Linked DNA regions of Ovis aries: region 2 is linked to region 1. A link is a contact called in public Hi-C data. All regions are on one chromosome and are shown on one strand. The core of a region is the stretch at or near the end of the contact, and the rest is flanking DNA. Distances in the headings are between cores, read along the strand shown. Region 1 overlaps RETREG1 (reticulophagy regulator 1). Region 2 overlaps RETREG1 (reticulophagy regulator 1).

Region 1 (5,092 bases), core at 1,027-3,526:
AAAACGGCACACGAGTAATGCAATCTACCCCAATAAGGGGACGGCACCATGGCCCTCTTCCTTCTTTTATGAAGTACCTCTAAGTCATAATGCTGTCCCCTCCCACTCCCTAACTGCACAGTCCCCTCTTCTTTCAAAAAAATATTAAAAAGGACACATGACTAAAATGACAAGTGAAGGGCACATTCTTGGATGCCTCCTTCAGAAGCAATGCTCTCATTGCCGGAGGCACGCAGCCTGCCTAGAATTCAGCTTCCCCAGCAGGCGTTCCGGCATTTGCTGAGTTATCTCACACTATCTTCAATGCTCCAGAAGAGATTTATGGATGAAAAGCAATGCCAATCACCTGCCCAGGTCCACCTCTCCCCCAGACATCATCCTGCCCCGCAAGTGACTCTCCCTGCAAGTTCTACCCCAGCGACCAGGCAGCCTGGACCACAACGGTCCCTCCAAGTACGGCGCCTTCAAGATTCTTTCAGGCCATCTTGACCTCGTGTTTCCTTTCCAAGCTCTCCAATACCTACTTGCCAGTGGGAACATTCTCCCCGGCCATCCTGGGTTCCCTGTCCTTTCTTGGAGCTGCAGCACCTTGCCTAGCATCACTCGAGGCCTCCTGGTTTCAGGAGGTGCTTCTCCCACATGCTGGGGTCAGACAGCATCTTCTTCAGGGGATGGAGATGTGAGTCAGTAAACCTACCCTGAACCTTTTCAAATAAAGCTAGTTCTTTCTCATCATAAGGATCACTGTAGAGTTTCCCATTGCTGCTATACAAGTTACCAACTTAGTAGCTTAAAGCCACACCGATTTATCATCGTACAGTTCTGGGGACCAGAGTCTAACATGGGTCTGCTGGTCTACCTTCCTCCTAGAGGCTCTAGGGGAGGATCTGCTTCCTAAGCTCTTCCAGCTTCTAGAGGCTGCCTGCCCTTGGCTCGAGGCCCCACACTCCATCTCCAAGCCCAGCAGCATCTTTTCTCCTCTCTGCCTGCCTGCCTCCCTCTCCTAAGATCCTTGCGATTATACTGGCCCATGTGGATGATCCAGGATCATCTCGCATCGTAAAGACTCTCAACGTCATCACACCTGCCAAGTCCCTTTGCCATGTTAGGAATAAATTCACAGGTTCTGGGCATTGCATATGGGCATCTTTAGGTGGGTGCTGGGGCGTGACTTGGTGTAGGACACACCTCAGCAGCCCCTTCCTTTCTTTCGCACGTTTCCAACAAGCAAGGACCTTTGTCCTCAGTATTTCACAGATTAGTTGCTCAACAACTGACCAGAAGTTGTTCTGATCAACTTGTTGTTGTTCAACTCAGAAGAAGCCCTCTCTTCATGAAACTGCAAATTAAGCCATTTTCTGGGATTCTTGATCCAAGGTTATTTACAGCTCTGGTGGGTGGTGGGGGAGTACATTTCCCTGGAGGCTCAGAGGTAAAGAATCTGCTTGCCAGTTCAGGAGATTGCCGATTCAATCCCTGGGTCAGGATGATCCCCTGGAGAAGCGAATGGCAACCCATTCCAGTACTCTTGCCTGGAGAATTTCATGGACAGAGGAGCCTGGTAGGCTACAGTCCATGGGATCACAAAGAGTCGGACACAACTTAGCAACTAAACAGCAACAACAGAGCTCTGTGGGAAGTTCTTCATTTCCAAGAGAGGAAAAAGTACTAAGTGAGGGAAGGGGACTTTGGAAATCACATAATAGAGAACGTTCAGAAGATTTCTTAAAACACTGGGTAGAAATACATAGGAACAGGGTAACACACTCAAAATACTACTGAGTCCTTAGAGGCTTTGAACATCAGCTTGTTTCTCATCTGAGAAGCAGAGTCATCTGTCATTGTTTTGGGTCATCTGTATGTGAATTTCCTCCGCACCCAATCCGTCTTATTCTTCTTTGATGCTATTCTTCATCCTTATTCATTTCAGAGGATGAGATGGTTGGATGGCATCACTGGCTCAATGGACATGAGTTGAGCAAACTCAGGGAGATAGTGAAGGACAGGGAAGCCTGGTGTGCTGCAGTCCATGGGGTGGCAGAGAGTCGTTATGGTGTGACTTAACGACTGAACTAACACTAAACTGTGGGTTTAACCTGGCATAGACGTGTAGATACAGATGTGACTTTTAATTGGATTTTCTTGCTGTAACTGGAGTGATACGGATGTTTTCGCCCTGCTGAAATGTGCACATGCTAAAAACACTGGTGCCACGGGTCTAGGTTTCAACAGCAGTCACCTTATTCTAAGCTTCTTCAACACGCTGATGGCCCAGGTCTCCTCCGCCCTCTAGTGGTGGCCAGCACTAGAACACTGCCAAGAATCCAAGACAGCAAGGCAATCATCATTCTACTAAAACAGCTGTCTGAGCCAAAGAAATGACAAAGACTTTACACACACTTTCAAATTACAGTATTCTGGCCTAGAAAACCATTCACTTTGTGTGCTAAGTATTTGCCTTTCCCCATTTTCTGAGCTTTGGTACTGTCATACGGTAAACTTGGAAAGTGACAGAAGCAGTGGACAGTCTGGTAAAAAATGTCCCAAAGTCCAATGAAAGAGAGCACATAAATCAATTGTGGTACAGCTACAGGGTGGAATATTATATGGCAACAAAAGGAAGGACCCACAGCCACACACAGCAGCGTGGATTCATCTTTTTGAAAAAGGTTTAGTGTTAAGACACTGGTTCTAGAAGACGACGTAATTATGGTACCATTTTTAATAGACTTCAAAAGTGGCGCAGTGGTAAAGAATCTGCCTGCCAACCAGGAAACAGAAGAGATGTGGGTTTGATCCCAGGGTCAGGAAGATTCCCTGGAGTAGGAAATGGAAACCCACTTCAGTACTGCTGCCTGAAAATTCCATGGACAGAGGAGACTGGAGGGCTACAGTCCATGGGGTCACAAAGAGTCAGATACGACTGAGCAACTAACACTCACATCCGTACATGCTAGTGGAAAAGCTACATTCTTCAACATATCAAATACAATCATTAAAAGATAATTAAGGAATGTGCAAAGGTATAGACTATGCACCCTAACTAGGTTGTATAGACAGAGATGACAGACAGACAGGACTGGCCTACATAACCCAGAGATGGGGTATTCAGAAGAGAACACAGTGGCTTCTCAGGTTCATTCTTATTTGAATTGTCCCCAGACTGCAGTTTGGAGCATAAGGATTGAGATATAAATAAGATATAAATCTTATCTAGATGATACAAAGTTTCCAAATTTTACTGCAATAAGCTTTCCAGGAGCATCTGAGTCAGGAAGCTATGCACCAGGGCCTTTCACCTGTGCCTGCCACCAAGCCTCAGAAAGGAGGAAGCACTTTCATCCCACCCTCCAGTGTCACCTGACCTTGGAAATTCATCATTTTAACTTATCACTTAATCACACATTAATCATTTTCTTTACACCAATCCTCAGAGGCTTAGTATCAAGCGACACTTGGGCTGGTCAGTGCCCCCTGTAATGCCTCTGATGTATCCCTGAGGCTCCGGCCTCTCCTCTGAGCCCTGCTGCATCTCTGGACTTCAGCCCTGACCTGTCTCCAAGGCCTGGGCTGTGCCATCCTGGTAACCAGAGCCCCGTGTCTGAACACCAGCTCGCGGGCCGGAGCCCTCACATGAACTGAGTACCTGAAGCTATGTGTCACCCTCCAGGCCCACAGCCACAGGCCTCACCTGCCTGGTGGGACGCTCTCCCCTCTGAGTACCTGTCATCTCTCTTCAGGTTAAAGGCTGCGCATGCTCATTATAGGGGGAAAAATGTGATAAGGATAAACAAATCAAGAAACTAAAGACTACTTGTTTTCCCCTCACCCAGAGCTTCTAGACGTGTACCAGCATACAGCTGTAATGTACCATGTATGATATCACCCTACAATACTTTAAATCTACACATTTTTTTAAAATTAGCAGTAAATGATACATTTTCACATCCCATATTCCATTTTCATACTCTTTACAGAGTATGAAATTAACTTAATGCAACACAATGAAATATGATCTTAATCAGATACATAATATTCCATTTATTCTAGTTACAATAGTTGCATTTAAAAAATAAAAGTAATGATGTAAAACAAAAATCACCCTCACATACAACTCCTGCCCCAGGGTCTTTGCACTTGCTGATTCCTTTGCCTAGAAGCTCTTCAACCAGACATGACTCACAGCCTCACCTCTTCCAAGTCGTCACTCAAAAATAATCTTGCTGAGGACTTTAATACAACTCAACCCTCACTTCCCACCTTCACCCTCCCTAATCTCCTCTCCTGCTTCAGTTTCCCTTAAACACGGCTCACCACTTAACATTATATATCATAGCAATTTATTTATTTTCTGGCTTCACTCACTAGAATGTGACCTCCAGGAGGGGAGAGTTGTTTGTCTGTCATTGTTTTTATTTAATTCCACAAATGCCTAGAAGTACTGGCAACAAAGGCACTCAATAAATAGTTATTGAAAGGATGAACGAACAACTGGGGGTCCCACGTGGCTCAGTGGTAAAGAATCCACCTGCCAATTCAGGAGATGTAGGTTTGATCCCTGGGCCAGGAATATCCCCTGTGGAAGGAAATGGCAACCCACCCCAGCATTCTTGCCTGGGAAATCCCATGGACAGAGGAGCCTGGTGGGCTATAGTTCATGGGGTTGAAAAAGTTGGACACGACTAAGCAACTAAACAGCTAAAAACAACAAACACAACCAGTACATTCATAAAAAGACTGGAAAGGAATTTCTAGGTGACAGTTTATAAGGTTTGTTTTCTTTTTTTATCATCAGTTCAGTTCAGCTGCTAAGTCGGGTCAGACTCTTTGTGACTCCATGGTCTGAAGCACAGCAGGCCTCCCTATCAACAACTGCCAGAGCTTGCTCAAATTTATGTCCATCAACTTGGTGATGTCATCCAACCATCTCATCCTCTATCCTCCCCTTCTCCTCCTGCCTTCAATTTTTCCCAGCATCAGGGTCTGTTCCAAGGAGTTAGTTCTTCACATCAGGTGGCCAAAGTATTGGAGTTTCAGCTTCAGCATCAGTCCTTCGAATGAATATGCAGGGCTGATTTCCTTTAGGATTGAC
Region 2 (5,551 bases), core at 1,828-4,327, 51 kb before region 1:
GAACAGCTGGAGAAACATCAACAGAGTTAACTCACTTCTGCCTGAAGGTCTTTCCTCTGACTTTGGGCTGGTTCTTATTATACGCTCTTACTAGGCTGTGATGTGGCCAACCGGCCCCAGAAACCAACTGAAACTCCTTGATTTTATTTGAAAGAGCAATGTGATTGCTGAAGAAAACTTCTGATTTTCAAAGCAACCTTCGTTTAAAAGACTGTAAGCGGATGCCCTATTTTCTCAAACACAAAACTGAGGCACTGAATTTCTTTCCCCTTAACTTCAACCTATAACTGACCTTCTCCAGTACTGAGTCCTTTTTGTCCCCTTGTCTAAAGTTTAAAACTGGGTGAGTGGCACATTTCATTTTCTGTTTTTTTATACATGTTGCTGTTGTGTCCGACTCTTTGCGACTCCATGAACTGCAGCACGCCAGGCTTCCCTGTCCTTTGCTATCTCCCGGAGTTTGCTCAAACTCATGTGCACTGAGTCAGTGATGCCATCCAACCATCTCATCCTCTGTCGCCTCACCCCCAATCCATCTTACTCACTCAATATCTACTGCTCAGAATTGGCCCCAGACAAAATTTAACCTCTGTTGTCCCCTTCTTCTCCTGCCTTCAACCCTTCACAGCATCTTCGTGTGTGGCAGAGGCTATTCCCTTGATAATTACTTTATCTCACTCTGGTCCAGAAAGGATTTGAGGTCGCTTATAAAAAATACATAGTGAACAAGGGATAAATAAACAATTCAGGGAGCAGAGCCTGTTAGTCCACAGGCTGTATTTGTATAAAACGGTGCACCTTTTCCAGGAGATGAAGCGTCACTCCAGGGCACAGGGCTTGGGGGTAGAGCCTAGGATGGACGTCAGTGGCCCCCACCTCCACTGACTCTCTCAGCTGGATGCCTTGAATACAACCCCTGCAGCCGTGGGGCCTGTGGCCCTACAAAGGAACAAGACTAAAACGCCTGATGGGAGAGGAAATAGAAGAGCCCAGGGGAAGAAGAAGATAAAGAAGTACATCTGGAGGGTCCCACATACCATCTAGAAGTGAGCTGTGATTTACCCCAAAATGGCTAAATCAGAGATGGAAATATGATTGTTTAGAAGAATCATGGTGCCCATAAGATTAAAGCAAACCACTTAGACAAGTGGGCTTGTCTGGTGACTCAGGCCACAAAGAATCTGCCTGCAGGGCAGGAGGCCTGGGTTCGATCCCTGGGTCAGGAAGATCCCCTGGAGGAGGGCATGGCAACCCACTCCAGTATTCTTGCCTGGAGAATCCCATGAAAGGAGGAATCTGGTGGGCTTCCATCCAGGATAGCAGAGTCAGACACAACTGAGCGACTACCATACACACACTTAGACAAGGGACGACACGTGCACTGAACTCCCTCCTGTGGGCACTCAGTTCTCTGTTGGATGCACAGGGCAGACATCCTCGTTCCCCCAAGAAAGAGTAAGTACTTTGACTCAACACAGGTCACTGGCGTGACACACTTGCTTACCTGGGTTACATCAATCCCACGAAGAATCAAACAATGTGGACTGAACACACACCCCACTGTGGCCCTATCTAAACCGACCATCTTGACCAAACCAAACAGGAACAGGCCAATTCTGTACACACGCAAGGGTGAGTCCACCATCTAGAGTGGATGGATTATACACATTGAACACCCTCTGCATGGATCATGACCAGCAAGCAAAATATTCCCAAAGATGAAGCCACAGATGGTTGAGGTGTTTTCACTTAAAAGTGATCTATTCTATGTTCCCTAAGGAAGTATATAACCTATGCAAGTATTATTATCATTAACTCTTTCTTGAGGGCTTACGATGAGCCACTTATAAAGCTAAATATTTAATGTGGATTACCATATTTCATCTATAAGACAAACTGATAAAGGAAGTATTATTAATCCCCATTTTAATGATAACAAAATGAAATTCAAAGATGCCACTCAGCTAGTCATTGGTGAAGTTGGGATTTGCAGCCAGAACTGGAAACAGCTTTGCATCATCGCACAGACCATGTCTGCACTCTACAGAGGAGTTAAAATAGTTAAGTGTTTATGTGTAAAAATGTGAGCATCAACAAACTAAGAAGTTATTCTATATAAAAAAGTCACCAAGAAACCAGACCACTGGAGCATTCCTCTTAGATGTCACTAGCCTGCAATTTTTTTTAAAAGCTGAAGAGGGAGCCAGACTATAATTTTTACCATCGATATCTTTCAAATAATAACTGATAACATTTTATAAAAATCAATAGTAAGTAAACAAGTTTTCCCAGTCTACAAGTTTTAAAATAAAAGCCCCCAAATTCATTGACATTCTTCCCAAGGAAAAATGGGGTTCATGTCCTCTTCCTTCAAACTGGGATTGACTGCTTGACCAGTAGGACATGGTGGGAATGATACTTGGACAGTTTCTGGAACCAGGCCTTAGGAAATTGGCAGCTCAGACTTCTTAGCCTTAGATCTAAGCATTCTCCTGAGAAAAATTAAAGTGGTATACCTTACTCCCATTTATATATGACAAAATAATCTTGAACAAAAGAGTAATACTAATAAATGGGAGAAATTCAAAGGTGAGAGTATTAAAAAAGGTTCCCCAAATCTTTAATGCCATTGAGAGGTGCTTAGAAGGGGAAGAAGCAACATATAAAACTGTGTGTAAAATACATAATGATTGTAACTTTGCCAAGAAAACCTGTCCAAGGAAGTGCTAGAAAAGACAGAATATAATACAACAACCCCCCCCCCTTTTTTTTTAGGGTAGTAAGATTATGATGGATCCTTTCTTACATTCTTTTTTGCATTCATTTTTCTCTCATACGGTTTTGGTTTCCCCAATGAATAGTCATAACATCTTTAGTGGGAAAACCTTGCATATGGGGTTTTGGTTCCCAGATGAGCCTGTGCCCTCCCATGCCTTCTATGGGAATCCGATTTCTACCATATGGAGACACTGAGTGGCTCCAGACACAGATTTGCCCATGAAGAGACAAACAGCTGGGAGTAAGGGTGGCCTGAACAAGGGGACAACCCCTCTGTCAGAGACAGCTTCTCGCAGCAGCCTGGGGACAGGCCTCTCGGTGGTCCGCCACACAACAGCTGTAGCCCTCCTCTGGCAATGGAAACCAAGGCCACCTTCATCATCTTTTAAGGATTGCAGAGAATGAGTTACCCTGTGTTGATAAAACAGAAATGAGTTTCAACAGGGCTTGACTACCAGAAGCTTACTGGGGAGCCGTGAGGGTTTGGGAAGTTAACGGTTTGTTGACTGGTGAGTAAAGGTATCACCACTAAACACACTCTCTTGCAACAAGGACTGATCACATTTTTCTCCAAGCTCTTAATCAATTTCAAATATTAGCCCAGCTGGGTCAAAGCAGGATTTCGAAAATGCTAAACATTGTCTATGCCTGAGAGATATTTTCCACGACCGCATCAAAGGGTGGAAGGAAAATAAACCATTCATTCCTTTGACAAAGCTTTTCTGAATGTCTAGTATGCCTTGAGGATATATAAATGAAGATGGAGCAGTTTTTAATAGAATTAAAGGCTGACTCTTGCACTACTGACTACTAGGGAAGGCTGAACTTGGGCTTCCCTCACAGCTCAGTTAGTAAAGAATCTGCCTGCAATGCAGGACCCCGGTTCCATTCCTGGTTTGGGAAGATCCTCTGGAGAAGGGATAGGCTACCCACTCCAGGATTCTTGGGCTCCCCTGGCGGCTCAGCTGGTAAAGAATCTGCCTGCAATGCAGGAGATCAGGCTTCAATCCCTGGGTTGGGAAGATCCCCTGGAGAAGGGAAAGGCCTGGAGAAGCCCATGGACTATGTAATCCAAGGGGTCACAAGGAGTCGGACAAAACTGAGCGACTTTCACTCCACGTGCACCACTTGTACGTTTCGGCTGACCCTTGCAGGTTTGCAAGAACCAGTTTTTCCAATCTCCTTTGAACTGACCATATGAGGGTGGTTTGAAATTGACCACTGTGGTTGTATTTACATCACAGGAATCAACAAATGCTAAAGAACAGAGAGCTGGTTGTTGAACATTTACCAACACACCACTGACTACAAGGCCCAATGAGAGGATCCTATACACCTCCCCCTCCCACCTCCAGCCACCCTTCTCCTTTCTCCAAGTGTGCTGACCACAGTAGCCTTTCTAAGTGATCAGCCCACGCTGTGGGTCACCACCATATAACTATGCACGTGTCTGACTGCACAGACTCAGGAGGCAGCTGTCTGCCTTCAAACAGCAACTCTTTCACTTAATGGATGTGTGACCTTTATTTTTTAACTTCACCTCTCTGTGCTTATTTCAAAACCAAATGGCAGGCAGCACAAGGACTTTGGCAGGCTTGCAAACGCTGAAATATACTTGCTCAGGGAACCCATCTCAACACAAAGCTTGAGCTGTGTGTGGGGGGCGGGGGTGGGGGGTGTGCACTGGTCAGACTTCTTTGTGAGGCTTTTCTCATTCCAACTTATAAACTCAGATATGTCCTTAAAATGAGCATTTTTACCTTCCAAATTCATATTTCTATGAGAAATTTGAAACCATGTTAAGGTCCTGAGATCAATTCATGAAAGCATGTATCACCTCATGGCATCTCTCAAGTATTTAGGAGGCCCCCCCCCGGCCCCTTGTCTCAGACCCTTCCCTACCTTCTCATGCCCTTGAGGACCATCCAAGCCCCTGCCGAGGCCTAGGAAGTGCTGCAGACTTGGTAACTCTCTCTCCTAGTCACTGCTCTTTTCCTGTCTGTCTGCTTCTAACGGGTGTTGGGCTTCCCACGTGGCTCAGAGGTAAAGAATTCACCTGCCAATGCAGGAGAAGCAGGTTCAATCCCTGGGCCAGGAAGATCCTCTGGAGGAGGAAATGGCAACCCACTCTAGTTTTCTTGCCTGGGAAATCCCAGGGACAGAGGAGCCTGGCCTGCTGCAGTCCATGGGGTTGCAAAGAGTCGGCCACGACTTAGCGTCTGAGCACACACACACACAGGATCTTGACCCGAGCTGGGTCTCCTTCCTGGGGAACTTACACCTCCACGTGACCACCCCTTCACATCTCAGCCCCAAAAGGGCACTTCGTCAGACAGGCGTGCTTAAAGATTCTCTCACCCTACACGCCCACCAGGTCATCTCCCACAGGACCATTCTTATATTTTATTCTAACCCTTATTATTAGAAGTATTTTTTTTACTGATTTTTTAAACTTGTGAAGTCAATCACCCCCATTCAGACTGTGTGCTCCATGAAAGCACAGGCTTAAACCATCACACCTAGCACAGCCATCAGCTTAGATGCAGCTTGATTAAACACGCCCCAAGTGAACCAGGGGACACATTCCACAAGAATAATCTCTTGTGGAAGGGCTTCTGTGGTAAAACACACTCGGAACTCAGTCTGGTTGGCCTGGGGTCCACACCCTTCAAGACAGTTGCAACAGAAAAACAGAAAACCGGTTCTTCTGACCACATGCATCCCGCCCCCCCCCCCACACACACACACACCTCACTGGGCTACTGAAGACACC

What was found. Hi-C and Micro-C count contacts between places; a contact is called where the count stands out from the background.
Region 2: a contact with region 1 is called in a Hi-C map of hypothalamus, with 5 times the contacts expected there. The contact joins two enhancer-like sites. A contact is called at or near these places in 6 of 16 Hi-C or Micro-C datasets (hypothalamus, liver, omental adipose tissue and 2 more).

Annotation. Positions count from the first base shown.
Region 1 is chr16:56,754,750-56,759,841 of ARS-UI_Ramb_v3.0, reverse strand. All of the region lies in intron 3 of RETREG1 (reticulophagy regulator 1), which reads right to left. Among named protein-coding and RNA genes, the nearest start is that of RETREG1, 66 kb to the right of the region's middle. Within about 2 kb of position 2,276, at least 7 of the 54 cell types and tissues checked have an H3K27ac peak or open chromatin away from gene starts, as enhancers often do. A contact at or near this core is called in hypothalamus, where this site is marked.
Region 2 is chr16:56,806,402-56,811,952 of ARS-UI_Ramb_v3.0, reverse strand. All of the region lies in intron 3 of RETREG1 (reticulophagy regulator 1), which reads right to left. Among named protein-coding and RNA genes, the nearest start is that of ZNF622, 47 kb to the left of the region's middle. Within about 2 kb of position 3,077, at least 2 of the 54 cell types and tissues checked have an H3K27ac peak or open chromatin away from gene starts, as enhancers often do. A contact at or near this core is called in hypothalamus, where this site is marked.